2 separate regions of the Mus musculus genome follow, and region 2 is linked to region 1. Evidence: chromatin contacts called from public HiChIP or PLAC-seq data. All regions are on one chromosome and are shown on one strand. The core of a region is the stretch at or near the end of the contact, and the rest is flanking DNA. Distances in the headings are between cores, read along the strand shown.

Region 1 (7,404 bases), core at 2,979-5,478:
CAGAGAGACTGAGCCAGGCATGGGCTTTTGAAACCTCAAAGCCCATCCCAGTGACACACCTCCTAATCCTTCCTAAACAGTCCACCAACTGGGCGCCAAACATTCAAACGTATGAGTCCATAGAGACCATTCTCATCTAAACCAACAGAGAGGCCACCCAGTTTTGGACTCCTGAAGTTATGGAAACTTTTTCTTATCTCTATAAGAAGAGGGCAATGGGCTCCAGAGAAAAGAGGGGTGATAGAAACCCTGCAAATGGTACCAAGAAGACAATCTAAAACAATGGTGAACACATTATCCAAAGCACCCAGAAAATCCAGAGCAGGTGTCTGTAATGTCCCCAACAGTACAAGGAGGACTGCAGAGAGGAGGGGAGGGAGGGAGGGAGGGAGGATACAGAAAGAGATGGTGGGGGAAGTTACCTTATATTTATGGAGTGTTATTCCAAGAAGCAAGCTGTGATTTTCCAAATGAATGTACTGTGTATGAATTATAATAGATAAAATATTTATATGGTTCAAAACATGCATTAAAAAATGTCTCCATTCATGATCCCAACTATTTGAGCACCAAACACATTTACTGGTTTACTGAATGGTGTCTCAATGTTCTTTAATATGAAAATGTTTGTATGTCCTATACTTTATATAGCTTTACTTAGGTGTGTGTGTACACATGTGTGCATGCACACCGTTGGGCATGTTTGGGCATGTGTGTGCATGTATATGTGTGACTGCAAATATGTGTATGTGTATGTTGGAATGTGTGTGTGCATGTGGTTGTGTGCATATGTATGCATATGTATGTGCAAGTGCAAGCGTGGGCATACAGGATGTGGGGTGGGTGTGCAGGTGTGTGTATGTGTGTGCATGTGGGTATGTGAAAATTGTGTTAATTAATGTATGTGTGAGTATACACATTTGTATATGTGGGGTTGTTGGAGGTACATGCATGTCTATATGAGCATATATCTATCTCTCTATGGTCAAGATATTACATATTTTCACACATATTTCTCCCTGATGTGGAATATATTTTCATGTTCTTTACCCTTATTTATTTGTGTGTGTGTGAGGTGTGTGTGTGTGTGTGGGGGGGGGTTACGCATAGTTCTGTAGTATTAAAGAAAACAAAGATTGGCCATAATAATGCCATTTTTTAAGTTCCTCCATTTTGGATAAGTGACAACAGTTCCTGGAAAACACAGTAATTAGCATTCTCAGAACTAAAGCAGCATTTCCTGGATTTTGCCGCCCCTCATCCTTCAGAGCCCTGGTAATAGCTGCCTCAAGGGATGTCTATGCATCTAATATTCATCTACTCACTGCCCTCTGGTCACTCCTAGCAAGAAGGCATCTCAGGCCAAACGAGAGGCCAACTGAGGCAGTGTTTTGGTCCCTATCCCTCATCCTTTCCCCTATAGCTATCCCTGGCCTGTAGGCTGGCAACCAGCTCTCTGGTTTTTGGATCTAAAGACCTCCCTTCTGCAGGTTCTCTCAGATTAAATCTGTTGAAGTAGTAGCTCATCTCCTCACTTTATTTGTCTACATTTTTTTAAAAAATGTAATTTCAAGAGGATAAGAGATAGTTTACTCTGGAGGAGCTCACTGAAGCATAGGGCGGACACCCCGAAGAGCCCGCTGTAAGGGCGTGGAGGGTGGTCCAGACCCAGTTCTTCGAGTCAGTCAACTCCAGCATCTACTCCGTCTACGAGCTGCTAGACGGCAAGGAGGAGCCAGCGCAGCAGAACAAGATCCAGGAGCACGTCACAGCCATTGAAACCCTGAAGCGTGGCCGTAACGAAAGAAGTCTTGGTGATGGTTCGGTATTTATCATTCTTCGGAGACCAGAGGGCATGCTCCAGGCCATGACTTGTGGCAATGAGTGTTTACATGTAGAGCTGTGTGGGCACAAAGTATAGAGTGATGTGCTGCAGTTTGCAATGCCACTGTGAGGGGTAGAAAGAAGGAGGAACCGAGCAGCGCATACCTGGTGGAGAGAGGCTGAACTATGTCGGTGTCTGAGGCCTGAGCTATCGCTGGAGGCCGTGTCTGAGTCCGTGGTCCTGTTGCAGTCTTTGTGGACTGTGTTACTACCAAAATAGATTTTCCTGTTCTTTGCCCTTTTTAATTTGGGTGGACTAAAGGAGTGGGGCGGGCATGTTTGGTTCCGTGGTCCTGATGCGACCGGGGCAGTTGATGTCAGTGGCAGCGTTGTGTTGATGCTGCGGGCCGTGCAAATATCCATAGACTGTGCTGCTGCCTGAAGCCATGTTGATGTCCACTGGCTATGATAAGGGGCTTGGGAGGATGTCTGGGTCCATGATCCTGCTGCAGCCAGGGCCGAATTGATTTCCATGGCCTGTGTTAACACCAAAAGCTACGCCAATGCCCATGATCTGTGCTGCCATTTGAAGCCGTGTTGATGACTAGGGGGTCAGGCTGTCACCAGTGACTGAGTTATTGCCCATGGCCCATACTGCCGCTGGCGACCCGTGTGTCTGTGGCACATGCCACATGTCAGAGGCCATGGTCCATGGACCATGCTGTAGACAGAAACCATGTGGAACCACCACATGGGTGCTCATCTCTCATATTTGGTTCTGGAGTAAACAGAGCCCCATGCCTCTGCTTACAAAGGTAATTACGAAGGACGGCTGTACGCTCACAGTTGAAAAAAAAGAGCCATAGAAGGCTTCTGTGAGAACACCCCTATTCCTCCACCTCTTCACTGCCTCCCCCACCCCAAGCAGTATCTTAGACAGGAAGCTATTGACGAGAACTATTAAAAGTTGTGATAAAGATGATGAAGTGGGGTTAGGGGTGGAGAAGGACTCACTGTTTTTTAAGGGGCTGGCCACTAGGGGTTTGACCATGCTCCAGTGAGTATATGGACAACACAAATTAGACTTTTCTTCCTTCCTTCCTTCCTTCCTTCCTTCCTTCCTTCCTTCCTTCCTTCCTTCCTTCCTTCCCTCCCTCCCTCCCTCCCTCCCTCCCTCCCTCCCTCCCTCCTTCCTTCCTTCCTTTCTTTTTTGTGGAGAGGAGGAAGACCACCAGGGGTGGTGGACCTGGGAGGCCTGAGAAGTAAGGGTAATCAGGTGCATTATGTGAAATTCCCAAACAATCAACAACAACAAAAATTAGGTGGAAAAAGAAGAAAGTTTACTCCAGAACCAAATATGAGAGATGAGCACCCGTGTGGTGGTTTGAATAAGAATGGCCTCCATGAGGTGGCTGTTTAGTGCCCAGTTTGTGGAACTGCTGAAGAAGGGTTAGGAGGTGTACCCTTATTGGAAGAGGCCTGTCATGGAGGCCTCATGCCAGGCCCAGTCTCCCTCTCTGCCTGCTGCTAATGGATCAGATAGAAACTCTCAGCTACTCCTGAAGCAGCTCAACGGCCAGCTGGCTGCCATGTTCCACACCATGATAGCCGTGGACTAATCCTTGAAAATGTAAGCAAGCGCCCAGTTAAATGCTTTCTTTTATAAGCTGCCTTGGTCATAACGTCTCTTCAAGGCAACAGAATGATAATTAAGACAGCAAGGGAACACAGATTTAGGTTACCCCAAATTCAAGTTTCCAACATGGAAGCAGTCTTAGGAAGTTTTTTATAGTAACAGAACAACAACAACAACAGAAAAATCATAATCCAAGGCACTTTTCAAATTGATTGGTAGAAATATCAAAGAAGCAGTTTATAGCCAAGAAAGAAGTTCAGAGGCATGCTGTCTGGTGAGATGCTTAGCTCCTGGGTAGGTAGAAACTAATGGTCAGCTAAGGGAATGCATTCCAAGGGGTTTTTATCTATTAGTCCTGGGATGTTAGGTCACATGCAGAAGTGGGCCAAGAATGTCTATTTATGGGGCTAAAGACAGGCCAAGATAAATTGCAACTCAGTCCTTGACCTGCACTATTCTAATCTCTCTGTGGTTTCTGGAAGCTCTAATCAACCCAGCAGAAGAATCAATTGGAGATTTCTGGGAACTTTCCTTCACACACACACACACACACACACACACACACACACACACGCTCACTGGTCTCTCGACCTTTAGGGATTCTCCTGGTTCTACCACTCAGTAGCACGTTACTGCAGCCAGCTCTGTGTGGGTTCTGGAAATCCAAACCCAGGTCCTCGTGCTTGGGTGGCAAGTGCTCTACTCTAAGCCATTTACCTCTAAGTCCACACCTCATAAGTGTCAGCATGTGTTTGTTATGTCATTCAACAACAACATGAGTAAATGGGGCGGGGTGTTCCTGACAGTTTGCTCCCAGGGCAGGTTTAGATTTACCAAACACGGTGGTGTTTGCCTTAATCATAGCTTAAATTGACCTTCCCAGTCTCTGCATTTACCAGGAGTTACTCACAAGCCAGAAGCTGCTGGCTCAGAGGACTAACCCCAGGCTTGCCTACCTCTCTAATACGTTCAGATACGTTGACTTATAGACCTCCATTCTTGACATTATTTTTGTCTATGTCCATCTGTGACTAAATTCCACTCCTTGTATAAGAACACCAGTCTAAGATTAGAGTGCTGGGTACAATATGACCTCTTCTATCCCAAAGTCCCAGAGATCCTAAGATATTTCTTCTCTGACCATATTCACACCAGGGGTAAAGGCGTGGCATCAACGTATGGTTTTAGGAGATGCAGTTCAACCCGCACTTCCCCAGCTAGTCAATCACTCTGTTCCAGCACACTTCTCCCTTCTGTGTCCTTCTAACCTTCAACTTAGTCTGCTTCACTGAAGTCAAACTATGCTATTCTCAATAGAACTATACTCGGAAACACTTCTTTTGAATACAAACAACCTAGACTCATAATGTCCGAGGAAAACCACATATCCAAGGGTGCCGGCCTAGTTCCTCTGAGAAGGAAGTGTTTGATAGCTGCCTATCAGATTTGATCTCTGAATGGTCTAATGAGCCCAGTACTTGAACGTCAAAAGAATAAAATCGTGCGAGTGAAGGAAGCATAGAGTTTGTGACCAGAAAACCCAATTATAGCACAGCTACTCAGGGAAAAACTGGGACCAACACAGCTCTAGCAAATCTAGTGTGTATCGTCTGCATGATGCCCCAGCTTAAAGCTCCACCAACGACCCAAATTTAATTCCCACCCTTAAGGCAGTCCTAGAGTACACCCAAAACTATGTCTTTGATTAAATGGAAATTCTTGGGAATAAGGAAGAAGAGGAAGAAGAGGAGGTAAGAAAATAGGAAATGGGGGGAATAGAAAAGAATCCCTCTTAACCATCATTAAACAGACATGGGAGTTGGGAGTGTGGTCCCTGAGACAAACCATGGGAAGACAGTCATTGGCAGTTCCAGTCTGGTTTTAAGCTATTTTGGCTGTTACTGGGTAAGTCATAAGGCCCATAGTGAATTCCCAGGCTTTTGCATTTAAATGGGAGTAGACAGTACATGGCTTTCACTTCAGTGCATTGGGTTGGTCATGTGTTATGATTAGTTCATGCTTGACCCTCCTGGGGAATGTTTTCAGAATGACAGAACATTTCATTCTCAGAGATGTCTCTGGGGTTCAAGGAGATCTAATCTGCATATTTACAGGGCCTCTGGTGACCTAGCCAGCAGCTTAAGATGGCTCCTTCTCTTTTGTAGGAGGGCTGTTATTGTTACTCCAGCTGCACTTGGGTAATGACGCCCACCTTTGCACTCTAAACATAGAATGAGAGAGCAATTAATAGAATTTAATCACAGCAAAAGAAAACCCTACTTTAAAAAAAAATCATCTTGCTTCAGAATAATATAGTTGTGCTCTGTGAACCAAAAATTTTAGACTTAATTTAACCTTAATCCTTAGCAATAGAATGCCATTTTTCTATAAACCTAGCACTTAGGAGACTATCATGAGTTCCAGGCCAGCCTAGGCTATAGTGGAAAGTCCTGTCTTACAAGCACAAGGACATGAGTTCAATTCTCAGAAACTGTTTAAAATAAGAGAGAGATGGTGGCACATGCTTGTAGTCTTAGTGCTAAAAAGGTAAACAGAGGCAGAATGCCTCCCTAGGTATTGTTGGACATCAATCTTATACTACTCAGTACATTCATGGCCAGCAAATGGATGGGCATGGTGACTCGTGCCCATAATTATCAGCACTTGGAAGAAGAAGGTGACATGATCGTAAAGTCCAAGATTGTCACCTTCAGGCAACATAGCAATTTTGATGTCAGCCTGGGATAAACCAGGATGCAAGAGACCCTGTGTCAACTCAAGCTAAACAGAAGTGATTTTCTCAGCCTATCATAATCTTTGTGCAAACAGATTAACTTCTGACCAAACTGTTGTGAGAATAACTGGTTTCTTATGCCAAAACACTCATGGGACCCAGAATCTGAATGTCAGCAAATCTACCCTAAACAGAAGAGCGGAATGCAGATTCTATTCCTTGCTTCTGCTATCACAGTGAGGCTTGTAATAAGAAAGTGTGACTCACACTCAATAGCCAACAATCCTTCCTCAAATTCACAGGGCTAATGAACTTCAGGCAAGAAACCCTGTACTAAGGCCTAGAAGGAATATTAAGGTCTAGGTAACTGTTACCTGGCTAGCCTACCATTTTGTGCTGTTACTAATATTATAAGAAAATTTTCTCATATGGTGTTTCTGCTGTTACTAGGGAACTTCCTTGTGCACAAGTTGATTGCATACTCTGTTAAATTCTGTGCCCTTGGAAACCAATCACGATAGAAGTGAGTAGAACTGCTTTGTTCTACAATAAACTTGGACCCAAGCTAATCACCCAGCAGCACTTCCTGCATCCATGTATAAACTTTTATGATATTTGCTTTTATAAGCTGCCCCTGGGATGGATGCCAACATAAGAGAGACACCTGCACCCAATATAAGAAACTGTGGGACAATGGTCTGTGCGAGGAAACTTGGTAAGGTTAAGAGGGTTGGAAGTCCTGAAACCTCTGAGAAGATGGTAGGAGCTTCACCTGTTTCTGACCAGGGCCTGTCATGTGACATTTTCTTTGTCATGTGTAGGAAGAGACATGAAACTTCCTACATAGGAACATGACCTATGGTCACATAGATCAGAACAGAGTCCTCCGTGCTAATGCGGTATCTAGATGGGTCCTGAGAGTTTAGCCAATAAGCTTCCCTTCCCGGACATTCCTTCCTGCAAACGATATTTAATCTCTGGTCCACCCTGAGAAGATGGTATATACCCGTTTTCCACAATGAACAGTCAATAAACAGTTTGGAACCAAGGACTGTCTATTTTAACAAGGCTCGCCATGGGGAGCACGGAGAAAGCCTTCCTATACAGAACCGCACAGCCTAAGTCTCTCTCAGAAGGCCCTTCCGTGCTCCCAGATAACCGCTGCTAAGCTAAGGACAATCACCAATGAGCTAAGCCAGAGTTCCATCAT
Region 2 (6,657 bases), core at 2,293-4,792, 460 kb after region 1:
AAACTTTATGTGCCTCAGTACAGGGGAACGCCAGGGCCAAAAAGTGGGAGTAGGTGGGTAGGGGAGTGGGGGGGAGGGTATGGGGGACTTATGGGATAGCATTGGAAATGTAAATGAGGAAAATACCTAATAAAAATATTAAAAGAAAAAAAAAACAGTCAGGTACAGAAACACTATACTGACATCAGCCATGAGCTTGGATGCCAACTAAAGCCCAGAGGCTGGCAAGGTGGCAATTTTACTCACTCAATGGCTCCATATTTGGTCACAGAATAGCTACTATGTATCAGGTACTACCCTGAGCCCTAAGCTTCTGAAATTACTGTCTGGACCACAAACAGGTTTACAGCCCATGTCTCCAAGAGTCATAGCCCTGCCTGGAATGCAGTCAGGAAAACAAGAAACTGTAACATGTCTGATGAAGTGGGGCTGGGTGGAGGGGTGCAGTCAGTAAAGGGCGGAGGCAGGAGGTCTCCCAGGGGATATCTAGGCCAGTCCTTAAGGACAGATGGAATATTTACACATAGACCTTGATCTCTGTAAAACTCAAGTCCCCCTAAAGGGGGGGGGGGGAAGAAACTATAATCGTTGGTCAGGCTCCTCAATGAACATGGAAAATGTGTCTGCCTCCTCCAACTCCTGTCCCACAGTGCCTAGGTTACAAATTTGTACTGCCATGCCCCACTTTTGAAGTGGATGCTGGAGATCTGAAGTTGAGTCCCCATGTTGATATAGTAAGTACTTTCTTTACCATGTAATGAAGGTCCCCAGCCCCACCCACCCACCCGCCCCCTTTTTTCATGAGCCTCTATAGAAAATCCAGGGAATATGTATTTGAAATAAAGAAAAGAAGATTGACCACTGTAACAGAGCACCCAGGAAACTCTCTCCATGCTGCATCACTGTGCAGTGGTCCCAGGCTTAGGGCATCTGGAAGCTTATTTGGGACACTAGTGTGTAACCTTCCTTACTGGGACATGCACCCAACCCCAGAGACCACAGGCTTATTGTCTCCAGACACCAAGTGTCAGAGGAAGCAGGCTCAGGACCCAGGCTCTGCCTGGCGACCTAACTCTAACTTTGCTCTGCCTCACTGAGAACGAGGTTCTACCTTTCGCTAGCTGGAGTGTACAGCTGAGCACCTGTCTGCCCTGACTCCAGGGTGTCTGAAGAGTCTGGAGCTGGGAAAGGAGCCATTTGCAGGTTCATTAAAGAAATACACTCCTACCCATGTCTGCAGAGCAAGAAGTTCATTCACACTACAGGGAAAAGAAAATTTCATGTAGTTTTGGGGAAATCATACATATTTAATATAGTTCAAAATTAAGCCCTTCTAGGCTTTTCTTCCGATGCCTATTCATCATAAAGGGTAGGGTACAAATGCAGCCAACCGTCTATCTTCAGTTTTAGCCTTCATTTTTCTTTATTATATTGCCATCCTCTACACCAAGAGCCTGGGCCTTCCAGAGAAACCAAATGAGATCTATGAGAACTTCCACAACTCAAGCTAAAAACTGTCACCATCTATCTGGCCTGGGGATGGAGTTGGTGGTGGTCCACTTGCTCGTACAGGGACCTGATTTCAGTTCTTTTACTAAAAAACAAAACAAAACACCTTCCATTCTCTCCAGAGAGCTCATTTATGAATGAGAAATGTCCAGCAAATAAAATGCCCCAGAGACTAGCTCCCCAAATGAGGCTGCTTGCCTTTTCTCTCCCTTTTATGTCCTCTACAGACTTGGATGAACAAGTAAAACCCAAATAGGCTGGGCACAGTCAGGCACACCTTTAATCCCAGAACCTGGGAGACTGGTATCTCCAAATGTTAAAGGACAGGGCTGTGCAGGGAGACCATGTTTCAAAAACAGAAAGACAGGAAGTAGAAGGGAGGGGAGGGGAGGGGAGAGGAGGGGAGGGGAAGAAGGAAAGGAATGTTATAGCACTCCCGTGAAAAGAGGAGAAGGAGGAGGAGGAAGAGGAAGAGGAGGAAAAGGAGGAGGAGGAAGAGGAAGAAGAGGGGGAGGAGGAAAAGGAAGAGGAAGAGAAAGAGGTAGGATAGGAAGCAAGGCTGTAACTGTGTCTTTTCTGTCTCTCTGAAATCCTCTCTCCCTAGATCCACAACCCTGCAGTGTTATATATACTTCCAGTCTGACTAGCTGCTCAAACAGCTGTGGAAGGTACATGGGAGGAACAGATTGTGGCCTTAGAGAGCTTCTAGGCCCCTGCTTCCATTCAACTGTCTTCTCAGACCCTCCACCCACCATGCTGACTCTGTCAGCCACAAGCAATCCAGGATGCTGGCAATGCAAACTCATGATCTCCTCCTTGCTCTTAATACTGAACTCCTGCTTTCCTGAGCAGCCTAAGAAATGCCCTGCTTCGTGTGGCGGGTGAGGGTGGTGGTGGGGGGGGGGCAGCAACACTGAAAGCTGAGGGTCTGTATACTTCATCACCCATGCCTGCCTTTTTAACGCCAAGTCTTCACTCCTAAATCCCTGGCTAGCAAATCTCCACACAAGAGCAAAGCCCATGGCCAACCTCACCCTCTTGGGTACGAAGCTCCTTCCGGGATGCTCAGTTTCTAAGTGCCATACCACCTATTTTCACAGAGCCTGCTGCGTGGCACACCCTCCTCAACATGCATTTAATTGAGCTGGAATTGGACAAGCTATCTCTCTACCACAACCAGTTCAGCTACTGGGTTATCTATTTTTATCTATTGCACAAAGTAGATAAAATGGCTACAGGGACTGCGGAGCTGGCCTAGCAGTTAAAAGTACTTGCTCTTGCAGAAGACCTGAATTCTATTCCCAGCAACCAAACAGCAGCTCAGAAAAGCTAGCTATAACTGCAGTTCCAGGGGATTCAAAGCCCTCTTCTGTCCTCTGCTGCATGAACATATTGTACATATATGTGCATGTAGGTAAAACATCCATACATGTAAAATACTAATAAATAATTTTTTTTAAAAGATTAGCTTATTGGGTAAAATTTCAGGGGCAGCTGTGGTCAGAGCCATGAGCCCTGCAGTCTTTGGATGGCCTGCAAGCATGCCCTAGCAGGCTATAAACTTACTTCCACGTGCCGTTTCTGAACATAGGCTGGACACTCCAAGAGGAGCCAAAGATGTTAAAAGATTTGGAGAAACAGTCGTTGTAGATCAAGCCGGTGTAGATGGAGAAGATACCCATGAGCAGGATCAAATAGCGCCCATTGAAGAAGATGTTCCACATCTGGTCCAGGAAAAAAGGGTGAGTGTCAGTGGGCTCTGAAGTGATACAGGAGGGGAGAGAGACATGGGATATGTCCAGCATCGGTAGTGTGGGGGAGAGATGACATGACTAAGGCAGACATCATATTCCTACACACACGAGCTTATGTAGGTCAGCTAGAGAACCCTGGGCATTTATTCACTGTGCAAACAAAAGCATGTAAGCCTCACATTCTCTCTTTCCACAGAATGCATGGCTGTGCACACTGAGGCCTCATCTACTAAGTGAGCTGGCATGCTGTGGTCTCCAGCACCTCCAGGAGACAGGCCCTGCGCTGGCCTCTGTCCTATCATCACAGGTCTGTATGCCTTTGGGGCTTTGTCTTCACAGAGACAAAGCACAGTTGGGCTTCTATCTGTCACATCTGCTAGGGAAAGCAGCTTCCTGGGGTGCTGGCTGTGGATATCATTCATTCTAAGAGCTGATGACAAGTCCGTTTGCAATTTTAAATGTCCTCCAAGGAAAATGACCTCTGTTAAACTTGTCATGGAAGACTGAATTGGTCACAAGACTGGCCAGGCTTATGATTAACTCACAGTGACATCACGGCACTCCTTCTAACCAACCCAGTATGTGCCAGAGGTCTGTAGCCATTCTTATAGTCTGGAACATAGCTAAGGGCATGGCTCCACTCTGTCAAGTGTATGACCAAGAGCTTATCTGCCATTAACCAACACAGGCATCCGGGGGCCTCTATATTCACAATACTATGGAAGGAGACCATGCCAAAGTCAGTGAGAAGTGAGGTACCATTAATATCCAGGACTCCTTGGGGTTTCTTAAAAGTTCTGCCATGAACAAAATATTCATGGTACTATATGATAGGTTTTAAAGGAAGTTACAAATAATGTGTGATTCTCGATGGCAATTTTTGAAAAGTACATATTTGTAGACAAGCACAAACACACAGAATGGAAATATATTCAAAAGCATTCATCAAGATCTTTCTCTAGGTTTCTGGACTGTAATCTGACACAATTACCACATATTGCTTTTATAATCAGAGTAAAGAAAGTTTTTAAAATATTAAGAGGAGGCTAGATTTAATTCCAGCGTTCCAGAGGAAGAAGTAAGCAGATCTCTGTGAGTTTGAGACTAGCTCCGATTATATAGTGAGATCCTGTCAATAATAATATGATAATAATGGTGGTGATAATTATGATGGTGATGATGGTGGTAGTGGTGATAATGATGATGGTGATGACGATGATGATGTAACAGGTATAATAGGGCTTGGCACACACAAGGCCCTGGGTTTGTTCCCCAATACCCTCAACCATCAACAAAAATCACTGCTTTGAGTTTGTTTAGCATGCAACATAAACCTGGCATAGCAGTGTATGCCTGCAATCTCAGATCTCCATAAGTAGAAGCAGGAAGCTCAGAAGTAAAGAGTTACCCTTGACTATACAGTGAGCTTGAAGCCACGTGTGGATAGATGAGACTCTGTCTCAAAAGGATATAAATAAATAAACAAATCAATAAAATTTAAAAAGTAAAAGCCAACGTCTTATAATGTCACAAAAAGAAAAAGAAAAAAGATGTGTTCACTACAGCAAGAAACCCCACACTGATTAAGAGTTTTTGTTGAATCGAGTTATTTTTATAAATATATGTTATTCCTTATAGTGACAATCACATGCATATGTTTAAAAAGATTGATTCTTACAGTTATTTCTTATGTGTGCATCTGTGTGAGTACATGCCACATATGTGCAGGTGCCTGAGGAGGTCAGAAGAGGGCGATAGATCCCCTGGAGCAAGAGAGTGACTGGTGCTGGGGAACCACACTCAGCTCTTATAGAGGAGCATTAGCACTCTGAAGTGCCGAGCCATCTCTCTGGCCCTCACATATACAATTTGTGTCTGTCTTTTGTTTGTTCAAAACAGGGTCTCAGATCTTGGTCTGGCTGTCCTGGAACTGACTATGTAGGCCAGAGTAGCTTTGAAGAATTCAGAGATCCTCCTGCCCCTTCCTCCCAAGGGCTCAGGTTAAAGGCGTGAGCTACAGCGAACAACCCCTAGAAGTTACATTGTAACATTTTCCCTCCCAGAACATTTGCTGGGCCCACCCACCTCGTTGGTGCTCTTCTGAGCCAGCAAGTGCCTCTCATTTAGGACCATCCACAAGGCTGCCATCAGCATCACCATTCCATGACCACAGTCTCCAAACATCACAGCGAACAGGAAGGGGAAGGTGATGATAGTGTAGGGAGCTGTAGGGGTGACAGTCACAGCAGCTGAGGCCCCGAATGGATCCCCACACTCAACCAAGTCTTCCCTAGGGAAGCCCCTCCCTTCCCCATCTGCTGGCAAGTTTACACAAGCCTTCCTGATTGTCTCTCCTCCACCATCTCCACACAATCCTGGCTTGGCTCCCATGTGCTTGAGCTAACCGGTGAACACAGCTATCCTTTCTTGGTTTATGCCAGCGCTAAGTCTTATACAGTGATTGAAGCTTCTCACTGTCACAAAATTAGATGCCACTGTGATAGTTGATTTTGACTGCTTGCTGAACTAGATTCCTGATAAGAATGAGACCCTGAGGTCTCTGGTCTAACCACTCGGTCAGTCCCTTAATGGATTCCTCGGATGGTGGCTTTAGGAGGGAGTGAAAGGTAGAACTCAGGATCTCAGGCCTTGTCTGCTAAATAAGGGATTGGAAACCCGCAGGCTACAGCCTGGGGCATCTCTAAGGGACAGTTCCTGAGCTGGCCTCCAGTGTCTGCTCCTCCAACATAGGTCAGGTCTGTATTCATCTGAGGAAGTAGATCGCTGTTTGGGACTTGTGCTGGCTAGTTTCTGGGTTGTTTTGGTCAACTTGACACAAGCCAAAGTCATCCTGGGAAGAAAAAGTCTCCATCAGTTTAGTCAGTAGGCAAATCTGTGGGCATTTTCTCATTACTAAATAATGTGAGAAGGCCCCGCCCAGGAATCAGTGCAGCCCTGGTGGCCCTGGGATACATAAGAAAGTAAGCTGAGCAAGCCACGAGGAGCAAGGCAGTAAGCAGCATCCCTCCATGGTCTCAGCTTCAGTTCCTGCCTCCAGATTCCTGCCTCAAGTTCTAACCCTTCTTGATGAACTACAACTGTAAGCTGAAATAAACCCTTTCCTGCCCGAGTTGCTTTTGTCACGGTGTTGATCACAGCAACAGAAATCAAACTCGGACAAGATTCTACCTTGCCCCGACCCCTTCCCACATTCCCCATTTCTCAGCTCTCTTTTTTCCTTCTCAACCTGCCACCATGATGCTCTGCCCAAGGGACCAAGCAGCCTTAGACTGAGCCCCCTGAAGCTGGGAGATAATGTATCCTTCCTCCTGGGTGGCCTGAAGGACTAATGTCCCCATAGGCTCACATATGTAGACACTGGGTCCCCCAGTTG

Evidence for each region. HiChIP or PLAC-seq counts read pairs in DNA pulled down with a chosen protein or histone mark.
Region 2: a contact with region 1 is called in a FOXA1 HiChIP or PLAC-seq map of pancreatic cancer cells. The contact joins two enhancer-like sites. A contact is called at or near these places in 2 of 15 datasets of contacts at CTCF or cohesin (the NIH/3T3 cell line and large pre-B cells) and 8 of 115 datasets of contacts at active chromatin or transcription factors (the NIH/3T3 cell line, embryonic stem cells, extraembryonic endoderm stem cells and 3 more).

Annotation. Positions count from the first base shown.
Region 1 is chr6:37,608,858-37,616,261 of GRCm38.p6, forward strand. No RefSeq gene overlaps it. Among named protein-coding and RNA genes, the nearest start is that of Gm33429, 81 kb to the left of the region's middle. Within about 2 kb of position 4,229, at least 19 of the 459 cell types and tissues checked have an H3K27ac peak or open chromatin away from gene starts, as enhancers often do. A contact at or near this core is called in pancreatic cancer cells, where this site is marked.
Region 2 is chr6:38,068,774-38,075,430 of GRCm38.p6, forward strand. Atp6v0a4 (ATPase, H+ transporting, lysosomal V0 subunit A4) reads right to left here. Exons shown (of 21, transcript NM_080467.3): 12 at 5,349-5,488; 13 at 3,076-3,233. Among named protein-coding and RNA genes, the nearest start is that of Svopl, 25 kb to the left of the region's middle. Within about 2 kb of position 3,543, at least 35 of the 459 cell types and tissues checked have an H3K27ac peak or open chromatin away from gene starts, as enhancers often do. A contact at or near this core is called in pancreatic cancer cells, where this site is marked.